6 separate regions of the Mus musculus genome follow, and regions 1, 2, 3, 5 and 6 are each linked to region 4. The links are chromatin contacts, called in public promoter capture Hi-C maps. All regions are on one chromosome and are shown on one strand. The core of a region is the stretch at or near the end of the contact, and the rest is flanking DNA. Distances in the headings are between cores, read along the strand shown.

Region 1 (4,021 bases), core at 218-2,717, 970 kb before region 4:
AAGCTCTATTCTATGTCTAGAGAGAAAATATTATATAAGCAAATAAGCATCCAAGTTTTGTCAAAGTGAGCCAAAGAGAAGCGGTTTAATAGTTCCTGGTAAATTAGGAACCCCTGCATTTGGGGCCAGAAGTTAAAGGACAACCACATCAGGAACTGAGCTGATTTTCTTTGAGTAATAAAAAATTCACAACGAAGGAAGCTTATCTATTGAACACGTGCTATCTATTGGTCAGACATGCATACTTTTTTCTTTCCTTTGTCCTCAAAACCACTAGATTAGATACATTTTTGAAGACAAAGATGAAATATACACAAAGGGTAATTTTACTAGACCACAGAGTATAGTATATTTCCATTTTCTGTTTTAACAAGGGCATTTATGTTACTACCTTTGGATGTACAAACTATAGAAGTTTTGTTCACTCAGTCTGGTTTTTGCCTTACAAGAGTCAGGAGACCAGAACTAGACCTTACTCCACATTAGGAGTACTAAGGAATTTGGAAAGGCACCAGAAAAGCACTCTACCGCAGTGCATATACCAGTGTCTTAACCACTATCTCTTTGATGGAATTCCTTTCAGTTTCTTCACCCTACTCCAAGTCCAAATAATCGGCCAGCTTCCTTAACGGGCAGAAAAACAAGTATGGTAGTTGAACATACTAACTGGTAAAACCAGTAAAGTAACATCCCACATTTATGCTAACAAGTGATATGAAGAGATGAAACTTTTCAAATACAAGTTTGTCATGCAGTCATTCATTGAGGAGTAGGATGGGGGAAATGGCTAGTTTGAAGTCAAAAAAAAAAAAAAAAAGTAAAAATAAATAAAATAAAATGTAGATCTTTAATTGTTGCATCTGTAGCCTGTCTGTTGGGAACAATGCAAATGGGCGGGAAAGTGTCTATCTAAAAAACTTTCAATTAGCACAAATTATTTCTATTGCTATAAACTCCAAGTGATTTTAAGAACGGTAACTATCAAACTCTCTGATCCACAAACTCATGTCTGGTGTTAGTTAATATCCGGGACAACAGACAGCTAAGAACTAGGGACAGGGTCACACTTCCTTTGCCAAATAATGTTTCTGTTTTTAAATACTGACTGGTTTTGACCAGTTTCCCTCTCCTGCCTGTACTTACAACTGTATTCTGCAGAGCTCGCTCGCTCGCTCTCAGGCCTAGCTGAGCCTAGGAAAGGCTCTGTGTAATGGGAGTAGCATATCTAAGTAGATCCTTTCCCTGCCTCACGCCGCCCACGACGAGGGCGGTCAAGCCAAAACATTGCCACCCACAGATATGGCAGTCCGGCCAAAAGCGCTAACCAGAACCCCGGAGGCCAGCAACCAGCGATGCGCGCGCAGCTAAGGCCGCCCCGCACGCCTCCCGGCAGGCTGTGCGCGCGCCTCCAGCTCCCTTGCGTCCCAGCAGCACGGGAGCTACCACTCGGCTCCCAATGCAGTGGCGGCTCCCCGTGTCTTCCGTGCTCACACTCTCGCTAACAGAGTTCCTCTGCGGGAATCAGGCCATTAATTTTTTTACCCAGAGCTCTCCAGCCGCAGAAAGGAGAACCTGTGGGCGGACACCTACGACGCCCGGGTGGGCGTGGCTTTGGGACCGGAAGAAGCTCCCGTTGCCAAGGGAACGCCGCGCGCCGGGGCGCCTGCTCAGCCACTGATGCTCGCATCCTGGGTGAACCGGCTGTTTCTCCCAACTTGTAGAAGGGGCTGTGCTTGGGACAAGGGAACCTTCCTACGGAGGCATAGAGAGGAAGGCTGAGGCTCCGGGGAAGATCCCACCGCGGAAACGGGTACAAGAGTGCGTCCTTTCCTGTCCTTGTCAGCCCCTTGGCCTTTGGATTGGCGTCAAAGATCAGGTACCTCCATCCGCACCCCGCTTTTTCTCTCTCTTCACCATCATCTGTGTGTTCTCTTTCAGCTCTGTTGGGTATGATTTTTCACGCCATCAGCTTCACCCTTGATAACATGAACACGACCTTTCCACGGTGTCTGTAGCGCTGTGGAACCGGCGGCAGGATCCACTAGTTCAAAAAGTTCCCGCTACCTGTTCGCAGCCATTTCCACCCTGGTAGACAGAGAATACCCGCTCCCTGTCCGATTTAGAATTACTCTAAACTATTACCCGTATTTTTGAATCTAAGTGAGTTAGATCATCTCTCATCTGTGAGAGATGGGGAAAAAATTGAGTTTATGTGATGTATACCAAGGAGCTTCGAAAATGTATTGAACTGCTTTGGGCCAATGCTGTTTGCTTGTTTGGTTGACTTTAACGCTGCCCAAGACGGACCTTTTTATATGATGTATGAATAATTTGGTTGAAATTTCATCATCAAATTTTCTAACTTAATAAGATTGTTTTATTGGGGTAGTAAGAATGTTCAACAGCCCACACTACTATCATGTTTAAAGTAGCATTTCTGGCGTTTTTCTCTGTCTCATCTCATCTTTCTCTGCAGCTTAACGCTAAGGTCTTAACATGTGGATAACATGTTAAATCTTCAGTGCTTTTCTGGTAACCACCTAATCCTTTGGAAAGCTGATTCTTCTCAGAAAGCAGCTCAGACACCTAAGTGTTCTTGATTCAAGAACAGGAGTTGTTTCATTTTAGCCAAGTTTACTTTAGCTATCAATTTTGCCAGCGTTATACAATACATACAGTAAGACTTTTTAAGCTGAAGGTATATTTTGTTCCTAATCTAGCGAATATGCTGGGTTTTCTTTTCTTTTTTCTTTTTTTTTATCCTTTAAGGCATAGTTTACGTCAGTATCAACTTTATACCATGTTCTCTCTCCTCTCCCCCCACCTCTCTATGTAATAATTGTTCATGTTGTGTAGTACCTGTTGAATCCAGAATGTGTGACCAGCCCTGGAATTGGAGTTACAGGTGCTTGAGAGCCTCAGTCAAACTCTGGTCCCCTAGAAGAGCTGTGCGGTCTCTGCTGTTAAGAGTATAATTTTTATTTATTTTTTTCTTTTTTGTTTTACAGTGCCTGAGATTAAATCTAGGGCTTTGCACATTGTGGGCAAGCACTTTACCATTTTGCCACATAACCAGTCCCTAAGATTATACTTTTCTTTAGAAAATTTTAATAGACATGAGTAGGGAAAGAGATTATAAAGCTAATTGTTTCCCTAATTTCAACCCTGTCACACTTGTTTTGGGTGTTGTGTAAATTTTTAATTGGTAGTAAAAATGTAAACCCTTAAGCAAAAGCCCAATTGCTTTACAAGAGTCTTCCTAAGTGTAGAAGTTTGCTGAGAGTTTGGGACTGGGCAAGTTTTTGCTTGAGTTTTTGCTTAATCTAATTGTGTGATGTTTTTATTTGTGAGTTCATTACAGTGAGGTGATTTTATTGGTAAGAACTTTTAAACTACTATTTGGAAGAAATTCAGAACCAATGAGAGGATGAAAACTGGCTGAGAGTGTTTTGTGATGTGTGTTCTCAACTTTTATGATCCAACTCCAGATCTTTATGGCTTACTCCCCATGCTCCAGATTCTGAGTCCAGCTCACCCTGCTCTTCTCTCTTATTGACTAGCCAGGCTTCCTCGGTCACAGCGGGTTTTGTTTCTTCTTAAAGAACGTTTTATGGACTTACCTCAGAATAGCTGTACTTAGCCTTTGGAGAACTTTGTTGTACCTAAGAACTTGCTTTCTCTAAACTTAAAAAAGAAAAATAAGGAAATGGAAGAAGACAATAAAATCAGCAGCGCATCAGTCCCCCAGAAGCCCACTTTCAGGGTATAGTTCCCCTTCAAAGCTGAAGAAACTGGTAAATCTGAAAAGGGGACGTTAGAGAAAGGAAGCTTAGTGTTTCACATGACAAAGTATAGGGATATGTGAATTGAGAGATGATGTCACAAACAGACCAATAGAATAGATCAGGTTTCCCAGTTTGTGTGAAGTTGAAATATTTCCCCAAAAAGGTTCTTGTGAACAAGTCCTCACAGACAGTAGTACTTTCTTTGTCCATCTCTTGGAGCTTTAGAGATAGTATCA
Region 2 (4,292 bases), core at 638-3,137, 800 kb before region 4:
GTTAACAGAATTTATCTGAGCCTCAGTTAATTGGAAACTAACTCAGATACATTCTGTTTTCCTTACACCACTCATTTTTTTATAGCCTTTGGAGGGTGGAGCAGAGTAGACACACCAGGCCTATCTCCAAATATACCAAACGGCACCACCATTTCACATGCCCAGGACACCCAAGACATTCCTTGTATTTCAAGAAACACAGGAAATTAAACAAGAGACTGCTTTATCCATAATGGTGCAGCACCTGCCTGTAAGCCCCACGGGGCTCCCAGATAGAAACAAGAATATTTCTTTCTATAGACCTGGGGTTGCGGTAAGTTGATTTAAAAGCACTTAAACAATTCTAAAAGAGACTCAGTTTATAAACTGGTAATTGCTGTATCGCTGATAAGTTCAACCCGAAAATAAATGTTGGCACTCTTACTATAGTTGACAAACTTAAGAATCTACATTTTAGGGCGACCTAATTTTCCCATGGTAAAACTTAATGACAAGAAGCCACAGAGTGTCTTAAGAGATAGCTACCTCTACCTTGCACAAACCTAGCCAAGTATGGCACAAGACAGTTAAGTCAGAATTTTTCTTCACTTTTTCTTCTTAGCAAATTCTCAAAAGCCTTACTCACTAGCTCCCCAAACAAACAAACCCCCCCCCCCCAAAAAAAACCCCATGACCACCACCACTTGGGAAAGACAGGAGGAGGAGGAGGTTTGCACAATTAGGACTATTATTCTGTACAAGTAACCATAGATATCAATACTCACTAGCAGCCCTGGCAGGGACGTCTCTCTCCATGGTAGCAGTATTTTACCAGCAAAGCGTGGTACACGCTAATGTCTAGATGCACACATCAAACCTAGTGGAGTACCACTTCTGATGCTGGAGGCAGAAATCTACATTCACAGAAGTCCTTAATGAACGAATTGTAGGCCCACTAACCTAGAGAAGACTAGATTGAACTTAGCTCAATTAATCACACCTGACAGTAGTTATACACCATGGGCCTGAGAGATGACTCAGGCGGTAAAGACACCTGCTGTCCACTTAGTTTAATTTCTGAGACCCACATACTGGAAGGAAAGGATTCCCTCAAAGTGTCCACCAACCTCCACCGGTACATCATAGCCTGTGTACATCCACACATAAAATAAATAAAGTGGTGAAATACTTTTTAATTATATATTGCTTGTAAGAAAATCACCAGGCTAACTGAAAGCAATTGTCTTCAGCACCCAGAAAAGTTTTCATTAATTCAGAGATGTCTCACTGAATGGCAGTTATGTTTTTTTGCAGCTTTATATAAACAGAATACGAATTATGTGTATTCGGGGGGTCCATGAGGTCACGAAAGATGCAGCCCAAAAGTTCAGAGGCATCCAGGTATTAAAAAGGAGCTGGTGAAACCCAACTCCCGGCGCCGGAAGTTCAGATCATGACCGCTGGTAGACTTCCTGAAACCTGTTTAGTCACTTGTTGGACATCCTGGAGGCAGGCAGGCAGACAGGCAGTCTTCCTCACGTGGAGATAAAAAGGCAACCTACGCTCCAAGTCCCGAGCTGGGCGACAGTCCCCGCGCCCCTCCTCAGTCCGCGACCGTGGTCCCTGCCCCTCCCCGTCTGCGCGCGCAGCCTGGCTCTAGCTCGCCGGCGTGTGCCGCCCGCCACCAGTCCGGCGGTGCACGTGGCCAGGTCCCCAGCCCTCAGCCACCCGGCTCACCAGTTAGGCCCCAGCCCTCCAGAGCTGCACTTCTCAGCCTGACCCGCGTCCCACGCGCTGCACCGGCACGGCCTGTTGCGTGTCTTCCGCAAGTTGACCCAGCTAAGGCATGGAAGGGCGCGACGGCGTGGTCACGTCCAGGGCGGGCTCCCGAGACGCGGCCCCGCCCACGAGACGCGACCCCGCCCACGAGACGCGGCCCCGCCCCGGACTTCTGGCTCCGCCCCCGGACCACATCCCTGCTCCTGCCTACAGCTACAGGCCTTCCCCTGCTCTGGCCTATGAACCTAAAGGTCACAGAACGTGAATGTGCTTTTTATAGTTGCTACCTTCAAATCTGAAGTTAGAGGGAAATCTATAAATTTGGACAGTTCCCTTTATTAACACACACATACAAGAACATGCTTCTTGAGAGAGTGCTTGTACTCCATCGGTCCACAAAAGATCCAAAACCGTCATTGTATATGGCTTTAATATGTATACGATTGTTATTAACTTAACAATTTTTGTTTGTTTGTTTGTTTTTTGAGACAGGGTTTCTCTGTGTAGCCCTGGCTGTCCTGGAACTCACTTTGTAGATCAGGTTGGCCTCGAACTCAGAAATCCGCCTGCCTCTGCCTCCCGAGTGCTGGGATTAAAGGCGTGTGCCACCACGCCCGGGTAACTTAACAATTTTAGTACCAACCATTTTGTTTAGACTTCATATATTTTCATTCCAATCCTTTTAAGTTTTTCTTTATTTTAATGTCTCAAAACTCACACCCAGTGACATACTTCCTCCAGCAAGGCCACACCTATTCCAAAAAGGTCTCATTTCCCAATCCTTCTCACATTGTGCCACTCCCTAATGTCTACACATTCAGATATATCAGCCTATGGGAGCCACTACTCCTTTTTAAACCATCACAATGCCTGAAAATAAGTCTTAGTGCCAAAGTGTTTTGCATACATGCATGTTTTTACACAGTTGGTTATTTATTAGGTAATGGATTAGCAACTGAGTATCCTCAAAGCATTGGGGTCTACAGAGGGGCAAAAGAGGAACAGTCATGAAATCATATATGACAGTAATTAATAATAAAAAAATCTTTGTTTTTTTCTACATCCACATAGAGGTCAAATTATTTTATATGAAGCATAGCACAGTAATATAATGTATATTAACCAAGTAAAACTTATGAAGAATTTCATCAGCACAAGTGGCTACAATCAAAGGAGCTAATGATAATATCATGAGAGAATCAAATAAAAAATACTTCAGAAAAAGTAGGGTAATATTTTGAGTTGATGTGTTGTATAACTTGATGGCCCTTGCGCAATTAATTACTTCGTTGTGAGTTACACTATACACCATCCTTCATATAAATGAACAAGAACAATTAGATTACTTCAATCTCAGCCGAAACGTGACCTAGAATAACATAGAAAGACAGATAAATGATAGATGGTAGAGATAAAAATTCTATCTTCAAAATGAAATATAGATAAATTCTATATTTAGAAATATAGAGAAATTCTTCTCAAAATACAGACCACATCAGACTTTAAGATCATTTTGTAGACCAGCCATATTTACAGTTTCTACAAGTCATTCCTTTGTCTTGTATTTCCTCCTACTTTTCATTTACATTATCCTTCTAAATCACATTCAATGATTGGAACTCATTGTCACAAAATAGTCTCTCCCCCAACCCTGATCCCCTAGTTCCACATTTATTTAAAAACTATGTAGCAGGTCCTGAGGCCCCTTTCTCATTGATCCAAGATTTAATATACATATGGCCCCAGCTGCAGGCACAACCTAGTTAACAAAACATCTTTTAAGTTATTTCAGGAAAGTGTGATTGCCCTAAAACTTTATCTGATGTGTGGGTTTGTGGTTATAGCACCTCTTTGAAGTGTACAATGCTCAGACATGCCTGCATTAGTGTTCTCTGAAGCGGTGGGTGGGGGTGGGGGTGCTTCCCTCTCTTTATTGCCTGTTGACTTAGCTAGTTTTGGAAATGATGGAGTCTTTACATGACTTTTAAAGGTCATAGGCTTGTATATAAAACTTTAGAAAGTCTTGACTTTGGAAGCATCTCTTCTACACTGGGCTCCATCACAGACCAGTGACATCATAGTACAGCAGGAGATTGTAGCAGCCACAGTGGCTAAAGTGTTACAATGTCAATAACTGCTCCCGTAATTTTTGATTCCAGGGAATAACCATGACTTTACGTGTTGTAAGAGAAGACAGACCCTAAGATAACAAGACTCATGGTTTTCTTCCTTCTTGACTTCTTGATTCCTGGATCCCTTTCTTTATTGTGAGATATTCTTCATTAATATATGTCCTTTCTGTAGTAATATCATGAATAAAGTCACCTTCATAAAACTCCACCCTGTTTGCTGGCAATGGTAGCACACGCCTTTTATCCCAGCACTCAGGAGGCAGAGGTAGGTGGATCTCTGAGAATTCAAGGCCAGCCTGGTCTACAAAGTGAGTTCCAGCTTGGCCAGGGCTACATAGAGAAGCCTTGTCTCAAAAAACAACAAGCAAAATACATCAAAACAAAAAAAAAAGCACAGTGTTT
Region 3 (4,289 bases), core at 856-3,355, 980 kb after region 4:
ATTGACTATCCAATACCAAATGGTATTGTATAAGCATATATAGAAGCAACCAAACTTAAATGAACTCAAACAGGTTGTATTGTGTATGTGTATACGGACTTGTAGCAATAATAATTAAAGAAAAAGAAGCCATGAACTTGAAAGAGGTTCCCAAGTTATAAGGGTAAAGGAGAAAACTGACACTTACTAGATCATTGCAAAAGAAAGATCAGCCCTCCAAAAAATAGCATTCAGTGACTGCTTTCAATTCCTTCAATATTGTATATGTATTGGGAAATAGAGGGAAATTTGTATGCCATCGTAGTCTCCAAAGATTGATTTTGTTAGTATGTACTTGAAAGACCCCAGGGCATGCAAGGCAGGAATTATTTCCATGTGGACAGAGGAGATTTGGTTTGCAGCCTTCTGTCCTCTTTGCCTAAAAGCTACTTGATCAAACAAACAAACAAAATAAAACAAAACCTACCTATATGGTATCAGTGACCTTGCAAAAACAATCAGGCAATATTTTTTTAAAAAATATATAGCACATGCAAAAAAACCCTGTAAATATACATACCATATGATCAAAACTATATACCTGAAAGATATATTAAAAGTATTTAAATATTCCTTAGTAGAGAAAATTAAGTTGTAATTTGGAGGTTGTTGCAGAAGAAATCAGCAATACGATGATAGTGAAGGTAAACCTAACGGTCGTTAGGGGACAATAACTTCTTTTTGCCCAAAATACTACTAAGAATGTGTTCACAGAATGACTGAGTAGTGAAGGTGTTTACAACTGTAAAATTGTTTGAACCATCATTTAATTTTGTAAGTATAAAAAAATACCTCTTTCGTCATTATGTTTAGAGATGAATTACTCAAATTGTTAAGAGCTAATACATGTGCATCCAGATCTTGAGACAGTCATCTCACCCCCATTCCAAAGGGGCATAAATTCCAGCATTCTTTAGTTTAATATGACCTAATCAACTAAAGCCTGGCAGGAATTAGAGAAATTGAATATCCTGACATGTCCATATTCATAGAATACAGCTCGTTAAATCAATAATGAAACAACAATTTTGAGGGCTCTTCAGCAGGTTATCTAATAGAATACATACATACATACATACATACATACATACATACATACATAATCCAGAGGCCAAAGTTGGGAAGAGCAAAGAAAGATTATAAATAGCTGACAGGTAAAACAGAGCCCACGCATGTCTGTGGGAGAGGCCAGAGCTGGTTTCACAGCTGTCTTTAGAGAAACCACTGGAGGTGGAGTGGGGAGTCATGGTGTCCTCTCTATGACAAAAGAAGAGGAAATAAATAGAAATTATAAATAAGGGAATTTAAGGTAGATGGAAAGATTTCACTGGCAGCAAAGGCTTTACTAACCCTGGAAAGGATTCCTGGGGAGGTTTTCAAATTCCCTATCTGGATGTATTTACAAGAAGAAAGATAGCCATCAGCCTTGGGTGGCTGAAGCAGAGACCTGCAGGAATTTGCTCCAAGCTGGGTCCATTTCTGTCAAACACAGTGAAGGCTGGAGACTGGAGTGGCATTGCCCCTGAGAACAACCTCACCCAGAGTAATCATTTCCTTGGAACATCAACTGTCATCTGCTCATTGGTTATAAGTGGAATGTACAATTATAATACGTTCTGGTTTTTATTTTCTTTTTTAGTCTGGTTTCCAGTGGAAAGAAAGAAGGCTTATGAAATCTCTCTGGCAAGCTGAACACTGCTTAATATACTTTCATTTTCCTTCTGCAGGCTGGTTACAGCCAAGTCCCTTAGAAAATAGAGGAGACCCAAAGTAGCAGTACATGAACCCTTCCACTGGGGAGTGGGAAGTTCTCTGTCCTCTGCTCCAGAGGGAAACTTCTATTCCTCCCCATCAGCCTTTCCTTTCTTACCACCACAAAGACTACACCAAGCTTTGTGCAGGCTGAGAATTTCACTAGCTTCAGTTCCAGCCTACAAACAGCACAGCACCGGCACTAGCACTTTGTAGCCAATCCTCTAATTGATTCTGTTTCTTTGTTTACACAGCTGCACACCTGTTTGCCTAGTCTTCGCTACAACAATTGTCTGGTTTTTATTGTGAGCTCCTGGGGCAAGGTGTACAGCCTGTTACATTTACTTTACAGGACACTACGTACACATGTGCAGGTGTGACTGTGTTTGGCAAAAAATAAAAAATAAAAAGTTCCTGGTATGAGTGGATGCTCAAAAAAAAAAAAAAAAGGATTATTGTGCAATTCATCAACGTTGTAAAGAATGAACTCTGGGTGAGGAAGAGTCTAATCCCCTGGCTCTCCTATGTGTGGTACAACAAAGCCATAATCACTGTCAGGGATCAAAGAGCAATGAACAGTGTAAGCAGGGTCCAGCCAACCACTGGGAAGGCTAATAAATCAGGTTAGAAATTGAGAATGATAAAACAAACAGGGTAGCATTTATTTAACAGTTTGCCCCAAGTGTGTCTTTCCCATCTTTGTGTGTAGGCGCCATCTTTCTGGGATTCACAGTTCACAGCACTAGCAGTCATTATCCACTATCACATGGGGATGTTGCATTTCATGTGCCCCAATGAAGACAATACGTTCATAGCATCCTGGATGTCCTATTTCTTTGGTTATTTTTACCATAATTAGTATTTTTACCTTCCCACCAATTCCTGTTAAAAAAAAAAAAACTACCCTCCAATCTCCCCCTTTTATCTATCGGTCATCCTCACTGACCCAAAAAGACAGAGATGAGTCGATCTACACTGCCTGTTGGTTTAAAAATTCCATTTTCTCCTTAGGGATCTTCAAAGTTGTGTTTTTCCAAAGGACAAAAATGACTAATAGAAACCTATCCCTCAGGATAAGCACAAGAAATGACATTTTACATAATCTAAGAAATATTTTCTAGGCACTAGCTATGAAACAAATCACAGCTTCTGTCTTTAAAATGCAGAGTATCAAAGGCTAGCGAGATGATTCTTTGATAAAAGTATGTTCTGCCCTTCCAAAGCATCAGGGTCCAGCTTCCAGCTCCCGCTTTGGGAGTTCACAACCACCTATAACTCCAGTGTTAGGAATAACTAACACTCACACACATAACCCATACATAGTAGACACACATGGATAGATACATACTCATGCATACACATACACATATTTATGCACGTACACATATCTGTAATGTATAAACACAGACACACACATGTGTTTGTACACATGTGCACACACATGCATAGATATTTATATATACATATTCATAATTAAAGTATTTAAAAAGTAAATCTTAAAAGGTATGTACATGCTTTAAGATCTTAAAAATATTTTAAATGATCTTAAATGTAAGAATGCTGCTATATTGTAGGAGTGTAATGAAGACTGAATCATACATATTTAAAGTATATTTATTGGACACAAGATATCCTAATAAATAGTAGCTCTTATTAGTATTGCTTAGTACAATTTCATTTATTACTAATTTTTAGGAAAAATTAGATTATTGTCAATTTGGTTTAATTGTCGAGGGGAAGAAAGAATTATCACATTCAAAAAGGAAGAAACAAAAAAACTATTGTCAAGAATACTGAAGTCAGGATGACCACACAAACTTGGACCTCAACCATGCTTTGATGTCTGGAGTCTGGTTCTCATCCTGTTCTTCCTAGGATGTTTCAAAGTCTTGATCACGTCCCAAGATCACAGAAAATATTTTTCTCTCCTTCATGCTTCTTCCAACCCTGGTCTTATTCATGGTTATTTCACAGAACAAGTAACAAGATAAACTTGACGTTTTTCACATATGTTTTGAAGGCACAAGGATCAATTAGACAGGAATATGCCAACCTTTAACTTTGAAAACAAATTGCTTAGTAGGAAAAAATATTATTGTAGGAAAAAAATATCATACTTAAGGAGCTGATTACCAGATCAATTCTTGCCTTAGCTGGTCATAATGTAAGTAATGAGATGATATCAATGCAAAAGTAATGCAACACAACTACCTCAAGCAAAAAAAAAAATCTACGTAGTTTTTATATTTTGGTTCAGCTTAATGTCTGTTCTATACTGCCAAATGTCTAGAGCAGTAAAAGAAGACTTCATACGTGGTTCTCCTTGGCTATTTACAATTGAAAACATATAATATTTGTTTTTCCATCTGTTACTGGATGGCCTCTGGCTTATCTGAGCCATCATTATACTCTACTATTATAGCCTACTTGAAGATTCATACCATTGTTTGCCTTACTGAAAAAGAAAGCAAGTACCTTCCTTATCTCCTCAGTAAAGA
Region 4 (4,223 bases), core at 47-2,546:
CATGAATGGCATTCTAAGGAATCCTTCAAGAAATTTGATGATGCAATTTAGTAAGAACTACTGGAAGACTAATCAAATATTCCTTATATAACCCGCCAAAAAACAGTAGGGAGACTCTTGACATAGGGAATCTAGCAGACATAAAGGATCAGTGTTTCTTCTGCCTCTAATAGGGCAGGGACAAATGCACCCAGATGGATAAATAAAAAATGTGTGTGTTGGGGGGGGGGGGGGGGGGAGACGTGTTCAGTAACAAACTGAACATGAAAGCTTCACTTTGCTGCCTGCAGATGTTCTTTAACAAACCTATAGAAAAAAAAGTGCAACTATGAATTGCCAATATTTTCAAGTGACTTGTCCTACATTGTTGGCACCTCTGGGTCCACATCTGCAAGTAGAAAGCGAATGGCTCTCTCAATGTCAGTCATTCAAGTCTGTCCCTTCTGACAGATCACCCCCCACCCCCACCCCCCTGTAAAAACTGTTCTACTTTAAATCCCCAATCCTAAACTGCAACTGGTGCCCAACCAAGAAACAGGAGCTCTCTCCTCACCTTCTTTCCTCTCCCACCGGTCCACAGTGAAGTCGGCAACGCCATCTACCTGCGCCAGTGCCCGACACACCTGAGCCTGGGTCTCCATAATCATCAGCTCCATCTTGGTCTTCATGTCCTCCGGCCTCCTCCGCAGCTCCCGCAGCTCGGTCACCGGCGAGGACATGAAGGTGCTGCAGCGGCGGGCCAGCTCGTCCCCGTCCTCCTCCCGCCGTCCAGGTGAGGGGCTCCGCGCCCCCGAGCTCTTGGGCACCATCTCCGCCCGCTGCACGTGCCCAAAGGCGGCGGCTGCCAGCCCTGCCAACCCCGCCAGCGTCGCGGCCAGCCGGGTCCCCAGCCCGGACCCGCCTCTAGCCCAGGGGCCGTAGCCCAGCCCGCGGCGAGGCTGGGGACCAGCCGTGCCAGGCAGCTGGCAGACGCGGGCGGACGCGCAGCGCGGGGACGCGGCGCGCAGCTGAGCATAGTCGCCCAGCACCGCTCGCCACCAGGGGTCCGAACCCAGGCGGCCCAGCCGCAAGGCCATCTCCCGCCGGGACTGGGCAAATCCGATCCTGCAGACCCACCGGAGCTCCCAGGGTCCTGAGACCCAGACTCCCCAGCACTGCTACGTGGAGTTCGGAAGAGCTGCTGCGAGTGTAGGTCGCAGGCTGCTGGCGGGAGCCGAGGAGGCTGCTGGGAACTGTAGTCCCGTCCTATCGCCTCCTGCACTCGCCTGACCGCTCCCGGAAAGAGCAGATAAGACTGCACCCTGCGCACAGAGGTGGGTCCTGCTGCTCGCACGCGGGCCTCCTGTGCTGCCAGAGGACTGTGGAGGTGCTTGGACTGATAAGATAGGCGCTTTAGTCACGTACACCTTGGATTGCCCTGCTCGCTCACCCACAGTGAGCAAAAGTGGGGTTAGAAGGCTGACGACAAACGGGCAGAAATAACAACTCGGAGACACACCCCTTGTCTTCGTCCTGGCTGTGGGTCTGGAGGATGCACCCTTGTCCCTGTGCTTGGCTTACCCAAAGAGTTCAGGGTAGTGGGCTCCTGAGTAGATCCAGAGAAAATATTCGCACTCCGGTTTACTATCCTGGATCTCTGTTCTTCCCCATAGCCCTACCCGTTGAAAATATGAGGACAGAAGCTCACACATTTAATAGTTTTGTTCCAAGCATATATCATTGCCAGCATTATTTTATAGTATCAGAAGGGCTCATTTGCCCTTTAACTATCCTTGATGATTCTAATTTCTACTAACAAATAATAATCGAGGCCACTGGTTATTCTTTCACAAGCTTCCATTCTGGCTGTAGCAGGAATTGGAGCTCAGTGGGTATGGTTCTGACCGATATGTTCACTCCCCTGCTTCTTACACAAATGCAACCACAAACTACCTGGAGCAGCATGCGTGCTCAGGCCTGGCAGATGTGGCAGGCAAATGAATTCACGAGAAGTGACAAAGCTTGCAGAGGAGAGAAACCCTTAACTTTTAGCTGTAGTGTGCCCTGGCTGGAGGCCGACTTGGAAGAGAAGGAAAGATAAGAATTATCTTTTGGAAGGTTGCCTGGGTCTGGCTGGGCCTCCTGGTGATAAATGAAGCTCTTTAACGAAAAGGAATCTCTCTAATTTTCTGTAAGAAACTTCTCCTTTATGATCCTGCTCTGCTAATGTGAAGCTAGCCAAGAATAAGCCAAATGGGAAATTCAGGAGACTTGCCCAGACAAATAACTAATTGTGTACTTACCCTGAACAAATTGTGTACTAGCTTCCAGCCTGTTTGGATGTCTCTCTCTCCTGTTCTCTGATTCCACCTTAATCTTAATGTACAGTGCTTACTGGAATCCTTAAAAACAAACAAACAAACAAACGGATTTGTATGAGAAAAAAATAAAAGCCACCATCTTCCTAGAAGGGCATAGTGGCACACATATTTAATCCCAGCACTCAGAATGCAGAGTCAGGTAGACCTATATGAATTTGAGGCCACCCTTGTCTACTTAAAGACTTTCAGGATGGCCAGGGCGACATAGTAAGACCCTGTCTCAAAAGAAACAAAACCAGTCACACACACACACACACACACACACACACACACACACACACACACCTCTTCCTGGTAAATTACTCCCAAGTCCTATTTGTAGTATATGAAGATGTTCCCTCTATAAGCAATTTGATGCATCCAAAAGCTGCCTTGGACAAATAAGAAGTCAGTAAGTTGTAAACAGAAGCTATGCAGTAGGGGTGCTCGTCTGCGTGTAAAATTGGCTCTCTATTGTGTACTATGATTTCATTCTCTGTGTAACCCCACAAGCCAGGACATTCTGATGAGCTGTATGCTATCTCACTAGGTACAAACATACAACTCATCTTCAAACTCCACATGCTTCTCCGAATCCTTGCTAATTTGATCCTTCCCCTGTTAAAAATAATGAATTTTATGCCCTGATATCAGTGTATTCATTTTCCCTTTTAAGAGAGAGTTTGATGAACCCACTTTATTTCTCTGGTATTTCTCTTTATTTCTATGCATGCACGCATGTGTAACAATTAGTAACAAGGTATTGCTAAACTTGACCTTGTTAGAACTCTAATGCCGTTGAAAGAGAAATTAAATTAACAGAAAGTGAAGGTTTTGAGATTTTAATATTTTGCCCTAGATTTACATTTTAAATTTGTCATCTTCTTACAGATTAAAAAAATCTTAAGGGATCATATTTGACTTAAATCAATATACAGTTAGGCATAGTACATACCTGTTCTCCCAGCACAAGTGAAGCTGACACAGGAGGACTACTCAAACTGTAAGTTTGAGACTAGTCTGGGCTATTACAACCCTATACATTAAATATACAATTAATTTAGTATGGTTGATTTAACTTGCTCTTTCTTTAAAGTAACTTTAATTGGCTGTTCAGAGAGATATGTGAAGAAACCCCTCAAATATTCCAAGAAAAATTTATGTATGAGACAGATTCACAGCGCCTGTCCCTTCTAACTTATCTTTTGTCCTTAGCTTCTCTCTAATTCTTTTTCGACAGTAATCTGGATGCAGTTTGATCACAGTGACTCTGTGGCCGAGACTGTGGAAGTTTCATAGAATGCCTTGGACAGCAGGTAGTTGAGCAGAGCCTGTGTTCTGAGGGCATCTTTGAGCACATACACTAGGCCACGGTGCTTACTGCTTTTAAATATCATGTGATTAAAGCGCAAATAATTTAAGGAATGAATTTGTTCCTTAAGTCTTATAGATATAGACTCTGTCCATTTTGGTTCCGTTGCCCACCTTGGGAACCAGATAATGTAAGGATTTGTAACTTCCAAATGTAATTAGTGTTTGGGACTTGGGAAGGGGATGGTGAAACTGTACCATGTTGTCTCTAGAAGACAAAAATGAGAAGACAATAGCACAGACTCACATTAAAAGGGTGGATAAAACTCAGGCCTAGCAACCCGAGTTTGATCCCTGAAACCGATATGGTAAAAATTGAACCAACTTCTGTAAGCTGTTACCTGACACACGGGAGTTAAAAAAAAAAAAAAAAAGGAACTGGGGAGCACACAGAACAGTTGTTTATGGATGGGGACGGAGGAGAGAGCAGGAGACAAGTATTTAATTCATTTGGCTAATAATATAGATATTTCTTTCTAGTTAGCCAAAGTTCTGAAGGTGTTACATTTTCAG
Region 5 (4,044 bases), core at 179-2,678, 920 kb after region 4:
AGTATCCTATGGCTAAGTCCAAGGCCATTTTTTTTCCACACCTAGCAGAAGGAGACTGCTGGGCTAGTGGTCCTCTGGCATCCTGTGGAGGAGAGGCTGAGGGATACTACTGAACAGTTTTCAAGCCCCTGCGCGGGTCCTCAGAACAATGCACACTCTCCAGGCACACTAAGGAGTGCAGGAGTTTTTAAACTGCCTAGCTTAGCCTGTTGCCAGCTTGAGCTAGCTAGAAAACAAGACAGAAAACAGCACAGCATGGCTTAAGATCGTGTGTGTGTGTGTGTGTGTGTGTGTGTGTGTGTGTGTGTGTGTGTGTACTCGGTGAGCAAGGTCATTCCCTCTTCTCCAAGGCATCTATCCGACTCCCATTTCCCATCTCTGAGTCTCAAGTCCTCCTTTCAAATGCTTTGATTTCTTTGGTGGCAAAACTGTAGCTTGGGCTGGGAAGTGAGTCACCGCTCAGCAGCGAAAGGACCTTATTTTTCTTTCTCTGAATACATTTTTTAATAACTTCAGCATGACCCTTCGCACTTGTTGGTTAAATCCTCTCTATGCCTACGACAAGTGGAGAGAGCTATGACACCGAACATTTTTCAGTTGCTAGCTAGGAGAGATTTTTTTTTTAATACCGAAAATAACCAGAGGACAGCGAGCCCTAGCATCCTGTGTTACATAAGCAGATGTTGATGCTGAAGGGACGAGCTGGTGCGGAGCTGTCTCCGCAGATGGACCTCACAGCTGCTCCAGCCTCTGGAGCTGCCTGGATGTTGCACGCTTAGAACTGTCTGTGGAAGGAGGCTGGCAGGAGTGAGGTGGGGTGGGCCAGGCTGCAGCAGTCAGCTCCCAGAGGCAGGGCGCCTGGGGCTCCCTGGGACGATCCCCTCCCACCACTGTCTGGGCTCACCGGGCTTGTCCTCCACCCTTTTCCAGAAGCCCATCTTCCTCGCCTCTACCTCGCTTCCAAACCCGTCAGTTCTCTTGGGCGGTTACTTGGCTTTTCGATCACAGAGAAAACACCTTTGTTATTGACAGTCGCCCAGGTTCCTCTCGCTGCCAAAAATGTCACACAAAACCGAAAAATAATCCAGTACCCATTTCATCTTCCAGAATCAAATCCCTATCTCTCTCTCTTCCCCTACCTTTACTTTAGCTTCCCGTCCCCAAGCCCCATTCATTTCTTCCCCAACCTTTCCCTTCTGTGGTCTCTGCCTTTCTCTACTCTCCCTCATTCGTCTCCACTCCTGTCTATTTACTCCGCCGCCCTCCAAAGTCCCTGGCTCTCCCCACTCCTAAAAACTCGGGCTCTACCCTTTCTGCCCCTCCCCAGACAAGTGTCCAGCTCCACGGGGGCAGCCCGCCCGCCGCCCCCGCTCAATCCCTGCCCACCTACTGTGAGGAACAGCTCCGCCCACCTGTCCATAAAAGCCAAGTGCAAGTTACCCGCAGAGCACAGAGGATCAGAGCCCTTCCACGGTCCTCTCCGTGGGAGCCCGAGTCCCTGTCTCCCAGATCTGACGTGCTCAAGGTAAGATAACCCTTGTCAGGGCTGCTGACTTGCAGGGGGTTGCTGCCTGGAGTGAGTCCCTGCTGGTCAACGCCTTTTACTTAGAGTTGATTCATAAGGATGCTGTAATGAACAGTGAGCTTCTTAACTAGCAACTGGTTTGAAAACAAACTTCTGTTTGAACAGTAAAATAAAAATTCCTTTTTGGCAGAAACAACAGCATTTCTATTACAAAAATCTTTTCTCTTTTTAAGTCACACTGCCCCCCCTCCCCGCGTGCCCCGTCTGTCTGACTGCTTCTGAGGTTAAATGTATCTGTTTGCGGTATTATGCTTGTGTTTTTAATTGTAAATAGTTCACATATCAGTAAGGGCAGGGGAATCTGTCCCATTGTCAAAAAAAAATGCACTTTAAAGGAGCACAATTACTTCTCTAAAAATAGCACAGTCAAAAGGTCGGCTGCTGATTTTGTGATGTTTTCCAAACCCCCAAGACAACTTCTGTGAGTCCTTTAAGAAGTATCTTTCCAGGTTTAACTGCTCGGAAAAAATGATGTGAACGAGTGCCCTTTGCCCGGGGACAGTAATCAGGTGACTGGAAGATAGGAAAGTACAAATCCCAGTTTACAAGCTGGGGCAGGATGAGCCACTGCTGGGCTACCTTTCCAGTACAGCCTAAAAGGAGTCTTGTGTGGAGACTGAGAGTGTATGAGAACTCTGTGATGCCTATACACACCTCAAACACGAAGTGTTTCAATATGTTTCTCAGAAAGCACGCCGGTCAGATTGCACAATTCTTCTGTGTACAACTGACTGATGTATAGCGAGATCAGCCAGAAAGACTTCAGATGGAAGGTTTTCATCCTCACCGTCCCCTCTGCCCTCCTCAAGCGAGTGCCTGGTTATTGACTGACTCCCCCAGAGCTCTGCAGTGGGGAAGAGACCTTGGATGTGTGTAGGGGTGGTTTGGGGAAGTGGTTGTGGTAGGTGGGTTGGGGGTTGATCTGTTCTTCTTCTCCAGAGTGCTGTGCACCTGTGTGAGGAGAAGCAAACCTGACAGCTACTTTGGAAAAATAAATAAAAATCAGACTCTTGTGCCATCAAGTTTGCTACCATATTCTGTGGGTTTTGTGGGATGAAAGGCTCTCATGTGGGAGAAAAGCCCTCTTCAAATGTTCCATCTGGGCAACTGCAGAAGCTGCTCTTGGAGGAGACAAGCCCAGGCTGCCAGTCAAGAAACCAAAGCAGCGCTTTAGTCCTTAAGGTTCTTAAGGGGAGAGAGCCATTCACATCTTCATGCCTGTTGGTTGTGTGCTGTTTCAAATGGGAAATTTCACTGTAGGTCTAAAACTGAAATAAATCACACACTTAGACAAGTGGCTTGGGCTTTTCCAAATTCTCTTTATCTTTTATATATCAAAAGAAATGTAAAAATATTAAACACTGTTTAGCATGAAAGGGCTAGCATAAAATTATTCAAGTTACTTATGAACCATTTCCCCCACGTTGCAGTTTTTCCCCCCAGTGGAAAAATACTGCAGAGAATGTGGTTTCCTTTCAGAAAATGATATAAAATTACTATTGGCCAATATAATATGTGACCTGTGCATCTTCAAATCCCCTTATCTCCATCCACAGTGCAGTCTGCTGGCTCTCTAGCTAACAAGAGTAATGAGCCATGGAAGGTGCAGGTATGAAACAAGGCCAACCCAAATGTTGGGTTCATTCAAGTTAATTCCTCCTTTAAGGTAATACTTGAGTCCTGCTCAGCCCCATCAGTGAGAAAAGATTATAATTTCCTCCAAAAACCTCCTCTGTCAAAGTTATCAGCCCTAAGGGCCAAAAGCTTACATTATAGAACTCTGTTCAAGCTAAATTTGAGACTTATAATTGTTCTCTGAAGGTTTGCTTCTGCTCTCCCTGACTGTCTGAACGGAGCAGCTATGAACAGTTTAACAGTATATGTGTCATGAGGTTCAACCCCCTTAACTAAGTGGGTGAGATCATCTCAGACTGTTCATGATCTAACCTTCCCAGGGGGCATTACCAGTCAAAGGAGTCTTTCCCTAAGGTATGTACCAGGCACAATGGTACTTTTCTTCTTATGAGTTTAGAAAAATCAAAGTTAAGGTGTCATTTAGTTGTCCTAACATCACCTCTTCTGCACAGGATGTCAAAGGACAGCCCGAGTCTCCTCTTCCCGTGTGTGGCCATGTCCAGCGCATGCTATTGCAGCAGGCTGCTGCTATCTCCCTAAAGGAAAACAAGAGTGGGTGTCTCCTTGACCAGAGACACCCAAAGGATGCCCTACAGATTTTGAGGACCTGCTATACTTATAAAAAACAAACCCACACATTTTAGATTTCTATTTCTGATTTTGAATAAGTAAAATATCTACACAGTAGGAAAGTAGATGTATATTTTTATCTCAAAAGAAAAGGATAAAGGACACCTTTAAAGAATTTGAAATCAACCAGAATTGAGTGGGAAGGTGAGAAGACACCTAGACATCCATTAAGAGACTAGAACAATCTAGATCTG
Region 6 (4,230 bases), core at 639-3,138, 930 kb before region 4:
TGTGGTCCCAATCCACTTAGCTTTAAAGAAGAAATTACGTTGACAGTCGTCTAAGAACACGTGACCATCCAGTCACTGCGCACACTGGAAAAGGCAGTACCAGTGAAGTGTCTTCAAACGTGAACTTCGGCAGGGCGGTGGTGGTGCACGCCTTTAATCCTAGCACTTGGGAGGCAGAGGCAGGCGGATTTCTGAGTTCAAGGCCAGCCTGGTCTACATGAGTCCAGGACAGCCAGGACTATACTGAGAAACCCTGTCTCGAAAAAAAACCCCAAAAACAACAAACAAACAAAAAACCCATGAACTTCGTCAGCTTTATGGAAAGAATGCTCCTGCCTCAGCCACTTACCAAATGTCTGGATGAAAACTGAATTTGAAATGAAGCGAAGTTGAGTGCATAAAATTAGTATCTCTGAGATGTTTCCAACTGAAATTTGAAAGTGCTTTCACAGATTTCATAACAAAATCCTAGAATCTAGGATTCAAGAACCTGCTATTGTATGTCAAGACTCTAGGGTACAGGAAATCTAAAAATCTAAGTATTGGAAAAGCAAACATTCAATACCAAGAACTTTCCATGCCGTGAGCCTAATACTTCTGCATATACCTAGGAGACCAGTTGTAAAGAAACATTAATACGTGGACTACTATAACATTTTCCTATCAGCTAATTGAGAGAAATAGTATTATTGAAAATCAGAATTTGCCTCATAATCTTATTGACGCCCAGACACTTTTATCCCCAGACAGACTCCTTGCCTGGACCCTCTGTGCCAACACTGAGGTGTAGGACCACTTTTTGTCACAGGGCAACAGGGGGAGGCAACTGCTAGTCAGCTAACATTGCGTTGGGGAGGCACATTATTCTCCAGGCCCTGTAGCTGCATGGAAGAATTTGCTTGTCCATCTGTATCTGATCCTAATTTTTTTCTTACTCTCATACTCCTAGTTTCAGATCCAGTTGACAGATTAAAATGCCTCAAAGGGGTAGCTGTGGGTCCGCGGGAAGGCTCCTTAACCGGCACTATGATTCCTTGGGGCCGACAGGTAGACGTTCAACCTCCTCACTTCTCCAGCCAGCCACAGACAGCTATCACCCTATTTTCATGTGATTTGCCCACATAACATTTTTAGTTACTAAATGTCCCACTGTTATCTTGAACTTCATACCTCTGGAGTTTGACTTCAGACAAACTATAACAATACACCTGGGGCGAATATGGCTCTGTGTGCTTTCTCTGTTAGCAGCTCCGCTGTATAAAGTCATTTTTATCATAACCAGATATTCGTTTTAAACTAATGTTAAGGGCCTTTGGCGTTCCAGAATACAGGAGTATCTGCGCAACAACCAAATATTTGTTTCAGCATTTTTCTAGTTTGAGTCATACCTGAATCAGATTTGGTTTTGTGATCAGGGACGGTTTTTTTGAAAAAGGATTCTGGGAGTGGCCCACAGGTGAAGGGTGAGCGCTAAAACACACCTGGGTTGGTGGCTCCTCATCTGAGCCAGCTGAAGCAGAAACAAGGTGCTGACAGCAGGACAGATGGGACCTACCCTTGCAGGCTGAAACTGTCTTTAGAAAGGCTGTGCTCAGGTTCCAGGCTGCAGGGCACGCGGGTGCTGCTTCTTGCCAGGTGTTTCCCCAGACTTTAATTGATTACCCTGTTTTAAAACAGCCCTAACTCGGGAAAGGGAAGCAAAGCATTTACAGTTGACTGTTGGCCAAGCCAAGTGGGCTGCGGGCTGGGCTGGTTTGGGCGGGAAGCCGGAGCCTAGCATCCCCAGGCTGCTCCTCCCGGATCTGCACGCTGTGGCCGACAGGGCGGTCGCGGCCACTGGCTCCTCCCGGGGGCGGGCAGCTCCGGGCGCGGGCGGGAGGAGGAGCCGCACGGGGAGCGCTCGTGCCGGCCGGGCTGGAGGAGCCGCGCCGGCGGCCCGGGCCGACTCTCGCTGCGCTCAGCGAGCCAGGGCTGCGGCCACCCTCGCTCCGGCCAGCGGCTCGTCGGGGCCCGCGGACGGCGCGGCCGAGCCGGTGGGGAGATGTCCGGCGGCCGCAGGAGGGGCAGCGCCCCCTGGCACAGCTTCTCTCGGTTCTTCGCTCCGCGGAACCCTTCTCGGGACAAGGAAGAGGAAGAGGAGGAGAAGCCGGGGACCGGCCAGCCGGCGGGAGTGAGCCGGAGTGCAGCCAGGTGGGAGCCGCGGGGGCGCCGTGCGCGCCTTCCTCCGCCGCTCGGGTTTCCTCCGGTCCCGCCCTGGGTGGCTTAGATCTGGGGAAGTTCTTGCTCCCGGCCGGTGGCTTTTCCCGCCGCCATCGGGGGCTCCCGGCTCTGTCCCCTCCACTCCGGGAGGCTCTGAAGCTGCCGAGGGAATCTCGCGCCCCTCCGCGTCGTGCTTTGCCATCTTAAGGTTTTCTCGAAGTGATTCCTAAAAGAGTTGCAATCAGAGCTTTCTGAGACGACATCCAGAATCTGAAGTCTTCGCCAGATTTGTTTACAGTTTAAATGTTGCCGCCCTTCCTCCTTTCTCTCTGTCTCTCTCACTGGGGACATCTGACGGAAGCGCTCCGATTTGGGGAACCAGGGCCGGAGCTGAGAGCTGGCTCAGTTTAATGATTAGTATGTGCACTCTTGCACTCTTTCCATAATCATTTTTCCTCTACTCCTGCTGCTTTAAAGATTGACATTTTAAAAATTCGTCTCATTAAAATGCCCGTTTTTAAATTTCCTTATCAACCCTAAAGGAGAGGTGGTTTCGCTTCTTTCTCCTTTTTTTTTTTTTTTTTTTTTGAGAAGTGAAGCCAACTTCACTTGCACCAGAAGAACCTGTAACCCATGTCCTTGGAAGGTTGCCCTCTAGAGAGCTATATTTACCTCAGACTAAAGACTTGCTGATGGACTTCAAAGAAAAATGGATCGGAAACAACTGACGCTTCTAGTTCCATTACTATTTAGGGTTTGTGATTTGTTGTTAGCCCTTCGTTCTCCTTGCTTTTCCTAATTGTGAATCATTTCCAGTGTAATCACCTGTTAGCATAATACGTCTTTCCAAGAAATGACCAATTATAATTGACTGGTTATTCTACTAGGAAGTTTCAGATACTTTTGGCCTGGTTGTTGATGCTTTTAACATTCGAAGTTTCCCCGTCCTTAATGGTAGTTCTGAAATCTGGGAGGTCTCACCTGTCGTGGCTCTAATGTGGCTCTAACGTTGTCCCTAACAGTCCCCTGTGATCTGAAAGCAGTAGACTCAGCGCCCTTTGGAAACTTGAGAGTGGTGGAATGGAGTAAGCAGGCCAGCTCCTATCAGCATTGTCCTGAAATCCTGCCTGTTCCCCTGGCCTATTTGCCCTTTTAAGGCAGGCACTCCTCCATTCTGAACTCTTTCTGCACCGGGCTGACTAATCCAGCAGCTAGATAGATCCTTTTCACCTACCCCTTTCTGTCTCTCCTCACCACTGATAGGCCCTGGCTATGGCTTTTCACGATGCGGTTTTAATTATGCTTACGCGAGCACTAATTTTGTTCTCATCTGTTTTAGAACTGGCCAGATGTTAAGGGGATTGCAGATAATCCCTCGTGTGTGTGTGTGTGTGTGTGTGTGTGTGTGTGTGTTTAGCTGTTTTATAGGAGCTTAAATCTTTCTTTTTCACAGATAGAAATAAACACAAAGCCCTTATTGAAAGCGCAAGGCAACAAATGGAACCACTCAGTAGGTCCCATCCTCCCAGTAATAGAACAATGTTGGTGGTGACAAGATTGGAAACAGACTTGGGATTTGTGCCCGTGATCCTGTTTCAAGCTGAAAGGACACACTTTGGTTGTTTCTTTTGTGGCAGTAAAACCTTTTAATGAGAGCCGGGTTGATCTTTTGCAGTCATGGTGTGACTTTGCTTGCAATAGTGGGTAGCCAAGAAAAGGTCTCCCACATAAAAAACAGTAATTACAACCTGGAACATGTCTAGTGGTCCAAAATTTAGGAATTGATTTGGCACAACTTTCCACAAGCTCGAATGATCACAATCTGTATTTTACTGTAAAAATAAAAACAAAAGCATTTTTAAAGAGAGCTGTTCAAAGTGACATTGCTACCTTTTACCTGTGCTGCAAACTGACCCTGACGTCCCTCGAGTGTGTGTGTGTGTGTGTATGTGTATGTATGTGTATGTATGTGTGTATGTGTGCATGTGTGTATGTATCAGTGTATGTGTGTGTATATATGTATGTGTGTAT

Evidence for each region. Promoter capture Hi-C pulls out the DNA fragments that hold promoters and counts their contacts.
Region 1: a promoter capture Hi-C map of pre-B cells shows a contact between it and region 4, with 5 times the contacts expected there. The contact joins the promoter of Arl6 here to the promoter of Cpox in region 4. A contact is called at or near these places in 9 of 39 promoter capture datasets (the 3T3-L1 cell line, 3T3-L1-derived adipocytes, the C10 cell line and 5 more), 3 of 484 Hi-C or Micro-C datasets (B cells, the MNK3 cell line and rod photoreceptor), 3 of 115 datasets of contacts at active chromatin or transcription factors (large pre-B cells, pro-B cells and stem cell-derived neural progenitor cells) and 2 of 9 other capture datasets (adipose tissue and liver).
Region 2: a promoter capture Hi-C map of neural stem cells shows a contact between it and region 4. The contact joins the promoter of Riox2 here to the promoter of Cpox in region 4. A contact is called at or near these places in 8 of 39 promoter capture datasets (the 3T3-L1 cell line, 3T3-L1-derived adipocytes, embryonic stem cells and 4 more), 5 of 115 datasets of contacts at active chromatin or transcription factors (astrocytes, embryonic stem cells, forebrain and 2 more) and 1 of 9 other capture datasets (adipose tissue).
Region 3: a contact with region 4 is called in a promoter capture Hi-C map of the HPC-7 cell line, with 6 times the contacts expected there. The contact joins the enhancer-like site here to the promoter of Cpox in region 4. A contact is called at or near these places in 5 of 39 promoter capture datasets (the 3T3-L1 cell line, the HPC-7 cell line, cranial neural crest and 2 more), 3 of 484 Hi-C or Micro-C datasets (the G1E-ER4 cell line, forebrain and group 2 innate lymphoid cells) and 2 of 115 datasets of contacts at active chromatin or transcription factors (forebrain and stem cell-derived neural progenitor cells).
Region 5: a contact with region 4 is called in a promoter capture Hi-C map of hippocampal neurons, with 2.6 times the contacts expected there. The contact joins the promoter of Col8a1 here to the promoter of Cpox in region 4. A contact is called at or near these places in 9 of 39 promoter capture datasets (the 3T3-L1 cell line, 3T3-L1-derived adipocytes, cranial neural crest and 3 more), 1 of 484 Hi-C or Micro-C datasets (cerebral cortex), 1 of 115 datasets of contacts at active chromatin or transcription factors (forebrain) and 1 of 9 other capture datasets (adipose tissue).
Region 6: a promoter capture Hi-C map of liver shows a contact between it and region 4, with 4 times the contacts expected there. The contact joins the promoter of Crybg3 here to the promoter of Cpox in region 4. A contact is called at or near these places in 6 of 39 promoter capture datasets (the 3T3-L1 cell line, embryonic stem cells, hippocampal neurons and 2 more), 1 of 484 Hi-C or Micro-C datasets (B cells) and 1 of 115 datasets of contacts at active chromatin or transcription factors (stem cell-derived neural progenitor cells).

The regions. Positions count from the first base shown.
Region 1 is chr16:59,636,785-59,640,805 of GRCm38.p6, reverse strand. It overlaps Arl6 (ADP-ribosylation factor-like 6), which reads left to right and starts at 1,467. Exons shown (of 8, transcript NM_019665.3): 1 at 1,467-1,876. It overlaps 4930547E14Rik (RIKEN cDNA 4930547E14 gene), which reads right to left and starts at 3,861. Exons shown (of 3, transcript NR_040564.1): 1 at 3,621-3,861.
Region 2 is chr16:59,469,370-59,473,661 of GRCm38.p6, reverse strand. Riox2 (ribosomal oxygenase 2) reads right to left here and starts at 1,887. Exons shown (of 10, transcript NM_025910.3): 1 at 1,717-1,887.
Region 3 is chr16:57,684,032-57,688,320 of GRCm38.p6, reverse strand. All of the region lies in intron 1 of Col8a1 (collagen, type VIII, alpha 1), which reads left to right. Among named protein-coding and RNA genes, the nearest start is that of Col8a1, 69 kb to the left of the region's middle. Within about 2 kb of position 2,105, at least 36 of the 459 cell types and tissues checked have an H3K27ac peak or open chromatin away from gene starts, as enhancers often do.
Region 4 is chr16:58,667,281-58,671,503 of GRCm38.p6, reverse strand. It overlaps Cpox (coproporphyrinogen oxidase), which reads right to left and starts at 1,296. Exons shown (of 7, transcript NM_007757.2): 1 at 554-1,296. The coding sequence starts at 1,076.
Region 5 is chr16:57,752,121-57,756,164 of GRCm38.p6, reverse strand. Col8a1 (collagen, type VIII, alpha 1) reads left to right here and starts at 1,428. Exons shown (of 4, transcript NM_007739.2): 1 at 1,428-1,525.
Region 6 is chr16:59,598,705-59,602,934 of GRCm38.p6, reverse strand. Crybg3 (beta-gamma crystallin domain containing 3) reads left to right here and starts at 1,888. Exons shown (of 22, transcript NM_174848.4): 1 at 1,888-2,190. The coding sequence starts at 2,042.